2 separate regions of the Mus musculus genome follow, and region 1 is linked to region 2. A link is a contact called in public HiChIP or PLAC-seq data. All regions are on one chromosome and are shown on one strand. Each heading gives the region's core, a stretch centred on a gene start, on an enhancer-like site or on the middle of the called end of the contact. The rest is flanking DNA. Distances are from core to core; before and after follow the strand shown.

Region 1 (5,438 bases), core at 1,381-3,880, 190 kb after region 2:
CTACTGCCTCAGCCTCCTGAGTGCTGGGATTGTAGGAATGAACTGCTGTAGATGAGCAGTTGTTTGTTTGCTTGCTTGCTTGTTTGAGACAAGGTCACTTGTAGCCTAACTAGCCTAAGTTGGCTATGTAACAAATACCCTCTATTGTTGTGATTACAGTCATGCATCATCATACTTTAGTTTTCTGCAGTGCTGGGGAACCGAACCTAGGGCTTCATACATGTTAGGCAAGCACTCTACCAAATGAACTACATCCCCAGTCCATATGAGCCTTAATAAGATCATCTTTGCTACTCTTCAGCCCCTAAAGCAACCCCAACCTTACACAATTCAAATTCCTCCCTATGTGTGTGTGTGTGGGGGGGGGCAGGAACAAAGTATCCAGAAAGAGATAAATAAACTACAGTTGTGGTCGCTGCTATATAACAGATGGACTCTGGTATGGACACTGGTACCACGGTCACCTCTGAGGGCTCTTTGAATCATCCAAAGCCGGTGATCCAGATTGATGGATGTCGCACCCCCATGCACCAGAGCATAGACCCTGCTTCTCTCCTCTTGTGGCTCCAAGATCCTCTAGGGTCTTACCATCTTCTATATCCAGCCAGGGCACCCGTCCTTAGGCTATTAAGCCTGATGGTCTCTGCATTTTATCCCTGGGACCCAGGTAGTGAGAGGAGAGAACCAAGTCCTAAAAGTTATCCTCTGGCCTCTGGGCCACAGCATGATCATGTGCCTACATACAGTAAGCTAATTAGGGAACAAACTCTTTCTTTTGTTCGTTCGCTCTTTCCTTCTCCCCCCCCTCTCTTTCTTTCTTTCTTTCTTTCTTTCTTTCTTTCTTTCTTTCTTTCTTTCTTTCTTTCAGATTTACTTATTTTATGCATATGAGTGCATCACCATTGTTGTCTTCAGACACACCAGAAGAGGGCATCAGACACCATTACTGATGGTTGTGAGCCACCATGTGGTTGCTAGAAATTGAACTCAGGACCTCTGGAAGAGCAGTCAGTGCTCTTAACCACTTAGCCATCTCTCCAGCCCAGGAACAAACTTTTTCAAAGAATGCTTCCCTTTACACATATTGAAAGGCTAACCACTCATTTTATTAATATTCAGAAATGTTGGAGGTGGAGCCTTTGGTCGGAAAGTATATCACGCAGGAGAGGGACCGGATATGATGAGACAAGTGTCCTTTATAAAACAGGACAGGAGACAGTATGCTCCCTATCTCTCTGCTTTCTGACACGTGGGCACAGCAAAAAGATGGCCGTCTGCAAGCCATGACTCGTCAGAGCACAAGTGTGTCAGGGCTTGAGCCTGGACGTGCCACCTCCGGAATGGTGAGAACTGAGCGTCTGTTGTCCCGGCCACCCAGCACATGGCATTTTTTTTTCTTAATAATTTAAAAACTATTTTTATGTGTATGACCGTTTTGCCTGCCTGGGTGTCTGTATACCATCTGCATACCTGGTACCCTCAGAGGCCAGAAGAGGGCATCTGGTCCTCTGGAACTGAAGTCAGGAGCAGTTGTGAACTACCATGTGGTGACCAGGAATGGAACTCTGGAAGAGTAGCCAGTGCTCTTAACCACTGAGCCATCTCTACAGCCCGGTTTGTTTTCCTTTGTTTGTTTGTTTGTTGACCAGGTATCGTTATGTAGTCCTGGCTGATATGTAAATGAGGCTGGCCTTGCACTCAAAGAGCTCCACCTGCTTTTTGGAGTCTGAGCTAAGACAGTTCTGCACAGAGGTGGGCTTTCTACTGAGTATGGCTTACTTTACCTCTTTGGTATGGATATACCCAATCCATTCTCCTACCCTTCAGTGCATGTGTGCATACCCAGCCCCTGGGGTGTCTGACTATACATAGGCATGCCTATCATATGCACCCATCCAAGGCACTATACACTATCTATCTTATTTTGTTTACATTTAGATATAGATACAGACATAGTATAGATCCAGATTGAGTTTCCTGTAACTAAGTCTGACCTCAAACTGTTATTCCTGCCTCTGCCTCACAAGGGCTGGCATTACATACATGTGCTACCCTGCCCAGATTCGAGTGTGTATGCCTGAAGATTCAGGTGCCCTCGTGACACAGCATGCCCACATGCATGGTCACACAGGTGATGTGATTACCTCTTTGCTCACCTGGCTATCAGATGACAGCCTAGGGGCAGCAGTCTCCGCATGCAAACTGCCTGAGCTAGGGTTGCTAAGCATGCATAAGCCTGGGACATAGAAGGTAAATGAGTAGTGAACAATGCACTTTTGTGGATGCCTAGGACTCGGAACACATGCCCCATGTCCATGGAACCCCCCCCCAGACTGTCTGCTCCACAAGTGTCTAGTTGTATGAGCATGCACTTCAGCATGCTGACACATCCTTGGAGCCTTCAGATTGAACACTCCAGGTACCTCGCTGGGCAAAAGGAGGCTCCTGCTGGCTGTTGGTGCTTGCATGGTGTGCAACCGAGGGTGCGTTGGCGGCATGTGTGTGTGCATGAACGTGTGTGTGTGTGTGTGTGTGTGTGTGTGTGTGTGTGTGTATGAGAGTAGGAAGAGACATTCGCTCTCTTAGACCTTGCTTCTTTCTGTGGTTTGGTTTCTATAGAGACACTTCCTGTGGCAGAGAAAAGAGGTAGTGAGCTGGTGTTTCAGGATGTAAGGGCCCGGAGGAGCAGAGCTCTCTCTCTCCACTGCCTGCTTGCCACCCCAAGAGAGTGCTTCCGCGATCCTTGTGGTGGGTGGCCCCCCGTGGAGGGGACCTGTGATCAACGGCGGTATGCCAGGGAAGCCCAAGCACTTGGGTGTCCCCAACGGGCGCATGGTGAGTGTGGGCTCTGAGCCAGAGCCACAGGGAGGGGGGTGGGCACACCCAGGGTGGAGTCCAGGAGGCACACCCAGCAGGGTTGCAGAGGAGCAGGCTGGAGAAGTTGGGTACAGACAGCTGCTGGCATTGGGACCTGGTGCTGTCACCCTAGGACCCTTCCAGATGCCCTGCTAGGAGTCTGGTGCAACCCCAGGGATTAGTCCAGAACACAGCAGACTTAGGTCTCTGGTTCCACATGCAGGTTGGACTCGCTGCTCCCTCATCCGCTACTGGGATTACTGAAGTTGATTACAGAGTAGCCTGGAGATCCAGTGGTCACTTCTAAAACTTCTCAAGCCCTATGTCTCAGGCCCTCAGCCCTCCTCTCTTCATCTCACGCTCTAAGTGCCCAAGATAAGGTTTTAAGAGCAGCCCTTGCTGGATCACTGCATCAACCTGCTCCAGAGGCAGCCTGCCAGAACTAGTGTTCTTTGGGCAGCCCAGGACGGGTCAGTAAGGGCAGGACAGGAAGATCAGCTCTGTCTGGTCTATTCCTAGCTTCCAGGAAGGGTGTGTGTGTGTGTATGTGTGTGTGTGTGTGTGTGTGTGTGTGTGCGTGCAACTTAGTATAGGATGCCCTGGTTGCAGCCCTAACCCATTAGACCTTCTCCAGGCTGTTTAACTCCTGACTAGAGTTGTCTCCAAGTTTCTGGCTCTTCTTTCATTCACCAAATAGGACAGGCTGTGTTGAGCCTCCCTTTTCTCCTTAGGGACCTGGCTCACCTAGCAGGATCACTCCAGGGGGACCAAACAGTGTCCTGGTAACCTCTATCTTAAGGCCCCAGCCTAGAACCATGGGATAAAGCCAGTGGGTCCAGAATAACCTGGGATCCAGAGAGAGAGACCTGGGATCCAGTTCTAGCTCTGCTGTCTTTTCCCAAGAAAGATCCTGTCCTGTTTCGTCATCAGTAAAATGAAATAGAAACTGATCAATGTCCTGTTTGCTGAGTGCCATAATGAATATGAGACACTTGAGCATTGTAAAGGCTACGGAAGGGTTATCCTGATAACCCCTGTACTTTCATCCCCTCTTTAAGAATCTTCTATCTCATTAAACAGTTCCCACCTCTGCCTTCCAGTTCCCAAGGTTAGTTCTCATGTTTTGTCGGGAAGCCCTTTGCTGACGCCCCATGCTGTTTGGGTGGAAGGGAGACCAATTCCAAAAGTTGGCTCAGCCCCCACCCTACTTCCTCTACCACCAACCCAACTTAGAAAGTCTGTGGAGAGCCCATCCCCCTGCACCCACGCTGGGTGGGCATGGCACTTGGCTTGCTCCTCTCTAGGTGACTTGGCCACAGGGCCAAGGAGAAATAGCCCAGGCCCTCCCCGCAAAGAATAGCTGGATTGATGCTTCTGGGACAGAACCCAGAACCACACACCAGCTGAGAGGGCTGGAGATAGACCCAGCTTGTCCTTCCTGTGTCAGCTGGTGGCTTCTCTATCCAAGTCATTCAGAATAAAGAGGACAGTACAAGCTGAGTCCTGCCAAGCCCACAGCTGCCCTAGATCCTCTCGGCAATTGTCCCATATGTTTATTTCTGTCCTGTTTGGATCCGTTTTGAATCCTCTGTATGACCCCTGAAACCTCATGGTTCACAGATGTCCACTTGCTGGACAATGGGCAGCTTTGTGAGGCCATACTTGGCTGGGGCAGAGATGGGAAGACAGGCATTGGCAACGATGGTGTAGATGTGAACGAAGAGGGGCCTGTGGGCAAGGTGTCCGGCTGTTATCTCACGGGGGAGGCTTGGAGGAGCAAAACCAATATGCTGTAGAGCAGAAGGGTCACCATTTGCACACACCCGCTGAGTCCCCCCCCCCCCAGCACTGTCCTGCTTTGGTTCCTTTCCATCCCCCACCATTCCTTGCTGAGGCGCTGTCAATCATGAGCCTCATCCTTCTGGCAGTCAGCTGTCACTTAGAGAGGCTCCTAACCCCTCCCAGAGAAATCGTCTCTTGGTACCAGCTGTCACTTGGCTTGTGCATTCACTCAGGGGCTCCTCTGGGTCGTCCCACCCTGAGCCCTTAAGACCCAGGTCCCAGTCCCCAGTTAGCACTAGTCAGCGAGGCATGACAGACATGAGTGAAGAGTACTGAAACACACTTCTGGTTTGGAAGAGCTGTAGGTCAGGAGTGGGGAAAGGCTGAGAAGAGCCTCATAAGGAAAACCATCTTCTCCATTAACATCTAACACTGTAGAAGATGGTCTTTAAAACACATACAAGCTACAGGGGCAGTGGTCTGGGGGGATACTTGCACATAGGAAAACGTACAGAGGTGGTGGAGGGCTATGCCCCAAGGGAGTCTGTGAGTTTAACTTTGGGTTAGTCATAGTTCTCTTTCTGGACACTCAGAGTTGGTCCTCTGACACACTCTGGCAAAGAGACCTGAGTAGATCCATGTGCCTGTACGCTCCTGGTGTCCAACTCAGGGTCAGGGATGGCAGTGCGGGGGGTACATTGTAGAAGGGCATGTGGTGGAGAAAGCTCTACAGAGCTGGCTCAGGCTGAAGTGATCCGGTACCTAGGGTTGTATAGTTATAGACATCCACAGAGTGAAAC
Region 2 (5,383 bases), core at 961-3,460:
TGACTGACCTCCTTAGGGAGAACTTCCTCCTCCTCCTCCTCCTCCTCCTCTTCTTCCTCTTCTCCTTTATTTATTTATTTTATGAATATGAGCACATCATTGCTCTCTTCAGACTCATCAGAAGAGGGCATCAGATCCCATTACAGATGATTGTGAGCCACCACGTGGTTGCTGGGAATTGAACTCAGGACCTCTGGAAGAGCAGTCGGTACTCTTCAGCCCAGGGGAACTCTTCTTACTTGTGTGTGTTATGCCAGCTCTGGATACATTTCAGGCCTACCCCTCCAACATCCAACTTCCCAGCTTCTGGTAGGAAGCTGAGCTGTGAGACCTGCCAACCTACTTCACGGAGGAGGAAGCTTAGATGCAAAGTTGGGGAGCTAGCTACCAGAGGAAGAGGTGAGCTTTGAGCCAAGGTCTCTGTGCCCTCCCACCATCCCAGTTATAAGAACAGCCAGTTATACCCAGGCCTACCAGTTATAGGCAGGGCTCTGTCACCCTGTGTGACTCAGCATTCTCTCCTGCAAGATGGGGGCATACCAGTTTCTCACTGCTGTGACAGAAGCAAGCAAGTAGGGAAGGAATGGTTTGTTCAGGCTCATGGTGGGAGGGTACAGTCCGAGACAGCATGGCGGCAGGAGAGTGGTCATGTGGCACCCACAACCAGAAAGCATCAGAAGATGAACTCTGGTGTTTCTCACTCTCCATCTTTCTAGGAACAGCTCTGTAGACAGGCCTATAGATGCATTTCCATGGAGTCAAGTTGATGTTGTGAAAGTTTCCTCTAGGATTGAAACATTCCACTATGCAGGCGAGATCATGTTTCCTTGGTTTGGTTTGGTTTGGTTTGGTTTGGTTTGGTTTGGTTTGGTTTGGTTTTTTCGAGACAGGGTTTCTCTGTATAGCCCTGGCTGTCCTGGAACTCACTTTGTAGACCAGGCTGCCAGGCTGGCCTCGAACTCAGAAATTCGCCTGTCTCTGCCTTCCGAGTGCTGGGACAGCCAGGGCTACAGAGAAACCCTGTCTCGAAAAACCAAAAAAAAAAAAAAAAAAAAAAAAAAAAAAGAGTTGCCTTGGTCATGGTGTCTGTTCACCGCAGCAAAACCCTAACTAAGACATCTCCCCAGGAAAAGCTTTGTCATACAACAGTTGACAAAGAGGATTAACATGATCATCATAATAACCTGCCTAGTAGTATCTGTAAGGTGGATGGAACGGGTACCCATCCCGCCCAGGACGGCACTGGCGTCAGCAGCATAGGAACGCTGTTGCAGTAGCTGCACTTGCTCGGGAGAGCTCGGATAAGGAAGGAGGAAGCCGAGGCTTTGCCAAGTCACCTAAGTCCAGTCAAAGGCGCCCAATGCAAGCAGCGTTTCCTTTCCCATTTGCCAGGGTGTTTGTTTGTTTGTTTGTTTTGTTTTGTTTTGTTCTGTTTGTTTTGCTTTTTTTTTTTTCTTTTTCCTGAGCCCTGGCTGTCCTGTAACTCTCTTTGTAAACCAGGCTGTCCTGAAACTCACTGAGATCCTCCAGCCTCTGTCCTCCCTGAATGCTGGGATTAAAAGTGGTGACTCTTGTCAATTTGTTTTTTTTTTTTAAGATTTATTTATTATTATATGTAAGTATACTGTAGCTGTCTTCAGACACACCAGAAGAGGGAGTCAGATCTCGTTAGGGATGGTTGTGAGCCACCATGTGGTTGCTGGGATTTGAACTCAGGACCTTCGGAAGAGCAGTCGGGTGCTCTTACCCACTGAGCCATCTCACCAGCCCAGTCAATTTGTTTTTAAGATAGACTCTCTTATAGCCCAGGTTGCCCCTAAAGTCACAATGTAACCAAGAATAACCTGGAACTTCTATTTGAGTTAGTCCTACTATGTAGTCCCCCCTGGCCTCAAACCACAGAGATAGGCCTGACCCCGCCTCCCAAATGCCAGAAAGTGTGCACCCCCACACCTAGCTGACCTTGAACTTCGGAGTCTCTTCACTTTCCACCACCAAGCTTACAGGCTTGCACCTCCAGACCTAGTTTTTTTGTTTTGTTTTGTTTTTCCTTTCTTATTTATTTATTTATTTATTTATTTATTTATTTATTTATGATTCTTCAGCTGACAGCAAGAGTATCTATTGTACACGAGTTACACTTGGCCACAAGTGAGAACAGACCTAGTCCAGAATGCCAAAGGTCCAGGGCAGAGAGCCAGCCGGACTGTTTGGGTTATAAGAAAGGCAGTCATTTTCCCAGGTGATCTCGGCCAGATCACGTTCCAGGTCCACTGAGACTTACTACCGACAGCAGCATACAGATCAACAACTTGTTCCGGTGTCCTGGCCTTCGGCATCCCTTACCTCTCTGCTCCTGCAGGCTTCGTGGGTGCACAAGCTAATTTACTTGGACCTCTGCCTCTTCTTTCTTCTCTTCTCTTGCGCCTCAGCCTGCGCATTCATTCGCATTCTCTTCTTCCGCCACTTCCCTCTCGTGGCGCAGGAGTTTCAAAGAAGATGGCGCTAAGGCCGAGCCAAACCTAGTTTTTATAAGGGGCCTTGAAAGCGTACGAAGGAGCCACTACATTCTAGAGTCCTAAAAGGCACAACAAATGCCCTGAGCCCAGAAGCAAGCTACTCTCTTCTCAGACGTTGACAGCTCAGGGTTTGGGAGCCCGGGAGACGCCAGACAGAGAAGTGACGAGGGCCAGGAAGCCCAGGCTTGCAGTGAAGGAGTCCAGGGCTCCTTCCCTCCCTGAGAACTCCTCTATGTAATTCCCGTGCTTAGTCACATGGGGGTGACAGTGCATCAGGGAGGCCCTGCTCCTCTGAGTCAGCAAAAATAGAAAAACTAAGTGGGGCTGGAGACAGTGACTAAAAGCAATGAGTGCTCTTCCAGAGGACCTGGGTTCAATTCCCAGCACCCACATGGCAGCTCACAATTGTCTGTAACTCCAAGATTTGATACCCCCCCCCAAAAAAAAAAGAAAAGAAATTAAAAAAAAAAAGATTTGATACCCTTACCCGGACATACCAATGCACATAAAATAATAATAATAATTAATAAGCAGGAGCTAAAGGAGGGCTGGCTTATCAGGTAAAGATGCTCACCGCCAAATCTGATGATCTGAGTTGAGTCACTGGAACCCACACATTGGAGGGACAGATCAGACTCCTGAAAGCTGCCCTCTGACCTACACTGGTGCACACTCCCCTAAAAGAATTAAATAAATGGTTTGTTTTAGTGTCTTTTTTTTTTTTTTTTCGTTTTTCGAGACAGGGTTTCTCTGTGTAGCCCTGGCTGTCTCCTGGAACTCACTCTGTAGACCAGGCTGGCCTCGAACTCAGAAATCTGCCTGCCTCTGCCTCCCGAGTGCTGGGATTAAAGGCGTGCACTACCACGCCCGGCTCATAGTAGTATCTTTAGGTGACTCAGAGATCTACTGAGAATTCTTACCACATCCCAGTGACGGACAGTCCATTCAAATTCCCAACTGACAAGTCAGACAGCCTGCCCAAGATTACCCAGCCAGAATGTGAACCTGGTCAGGGTTGCTCCCAATCAGGCTGCAGCAGCTTCTGATCCTAGGCTCACAGTCCAGCTCCAGCCTCTGTCTGCCAGCATCTGGAGGCTAAGCTGCTTCAGCTGAGCTGGCAGAGCAGAGTTCTTCGTGGGGAGAGACATGCTTGCACAAGAGGTTGGGGGAGAGACTGTCTGTACCTCTGTTGTAGAAAGGCTGGTCTGAGGGGTGAAGCCTTTGCTTTCCCTCATATATACAGTTATGTGTGTGTTTATATATGTGTATACATACACATATATGTGTGTGTATACACATATGTATATGCATATGTGTGTATATATGTGTGTATACATATTTATATATTCTATGTATCTATGTATGATATATATATGTATATGTATATATACACACACACACACACACACACATATACATATATATTAGGCTTTAGAACAGAGGTTCTCAACCTTCCAAATGCTGCATGCAACCCTTTAATACAGTTCATTTATGGTATGGTGACCCCAACCATAAAATTATTTCCATTGCTACTTCATAACTGTAATTTTGCTACTGTTATGAATCATAATGTAAATATCTGATATGTGACCCCCGTGAAGGGGTCCTTTGATCCCCTTGCTCTACAGTCTGAATTCTGGGGCTCTTCTAACTTCAAAAAACAGATATTCAGAGAGCACTCACTAAACACTTTCAGCTAAACATTATGCCACTTTTATTTACTTATTTACATATTACATTTGGCTGCTGGGACCAACCCAGAACCTTGTGCATGTTAAGCGAGGATTGTGCAACAGGGTGCAAATTCAGCCCAAGCATGCAGTCCTTATGAGACAGGACTGTCTCACTATAATCACTATACAGCCCTGTAGTTGTCTTCAGGTGAAGAATAGAAAATTACTGGCCTCTTGTGAAAACATGAACTTTTTACCTCGGAGCCCACCCCCTCCCATCTGAAAAACATTTTTGAGATAAAGGCCTCCTGGAACAACCTCAAAATGAACCGGGTACATTGCCAAATGATAGGACATGACTCCTTAGTTACGTAGATTCCTTGATAGGACATGACTCCTTAGTTACGTAGATTCCTCTGACAGAACCCCTTGTCCTTTGGCAGAACTCCCTAGTGATGTAAACTTGTACTTTCCCTGCCCAGTTCTCCCCCTTTGAGTTTTACTATATAAGCCTGTGAAAAATTCTGGCTGACCGTCGAGACTCCTCTACCCTGTGCTAAGGTGTATGAGTTTCGACCCCAGAGCTCTGTGTGCTTCCATGTTGCTGCTTTATTTCGACCCCAGAGCGCTGGTCTGTGTGCTTTCATGTTGCTGCCTTATTAAATCTTGCCTTCTACATTTTATGTATGGTCTCAGTGTCTTCTTGGGTACGCGGCTGTCCCGGGACTTGAGTGTCTGAGTGAGGGTCTTCCCTCGAGGGTCTTTCATTTGGTGCGTTGGCCGGGAAACAGCGCGACCACCCAGAGGTCCTAGACCCACTTAGAGGTAAGATTCTTTGTTCTGCTTTGGTCTGATGTCTGTGTTCTGATGTCTGTGTTCTGTTTCTAAGTTTGGTGCGATCGCAGTTTCAGTTTTGCGGACGCTCAGTGAGACCGCGCTCCGAGAGGGAGTGCGGGGTGGATAAGGATAGACGTGTCCAGGTGTCCACCGTCCGTTCGCCCTGGGAGACGTCCCAGGAGGAACAGGGGAGGATCAGGGACGCCTGGTGGACCCCTTTGAAGGCCAAGAGACCATTTGGGGTTGCGAGATCGTGGGTTAGAGTCCCACCTCGTGCCCAGTTGCGAGATCGTGGGTTCGAGTCCCACCTCGTGTTTTGTCACGGGATCGTGGGTTCGAGTCCCACCTCGTGTT

Evidence for each region. HiChIP or PLAC-seq counts read pairs in DNA pulled down with a chosen protein or histone mark.
Region 1: a contact with region 2 is called in an H3K4me3 HiChIP or PLAC-seq map of bone marrow-derived macrophages, with 2.1 times the contacts expected there. The contact joins the promoter of Rgs14 here to the enhancer-like site in region 2. A contact is called at or near these places in 3 of 39 promoter capture datasets (embryonic stem cells, macrophages and stem cell-derived epiblast-like cells), 1 of 484 Hi-C or Micro-C datasets (uterus), 5 of 115 datasets of contacts at active chromatin or transcription factors (bone marrow-derived macrophages and embryonic stem cells) and 3 of 9 other capture datasets (adipose tissue, liver and pancreatic islet).

What each region holds. Positions count from the first base shown.
Region 1 is chr13:55,367,102-55,372,539 of GRCm38.p6, forward strand. Rgs14 (regulator of G-protein signaling 14) reads left to right here and starts at 2,631. Exons shown (of 15, transcript NM_016758.3): 1 at 2,631-2,835. The coding sequence starts at 2,791.
Region 2 is chr13:55,180,046-55,185,428 of GRCm38.p6, forward strand. No RefSeq gene overlaps it. Among named protein-coding and RNA genes, the nearest start is that of Nsd1, 27 kb to the right of the region's middle. Within about 2 kb of position 2,211, at least 309 of the 459 cell types and tissues checked have an H3K27ac peak or open chromatin away from gene starts, as enhancers often do. A contact at or near this core is called in adipose tissue, bone marrow-derived macrophages, embryonic stem cells and 5 more, where this site is marked.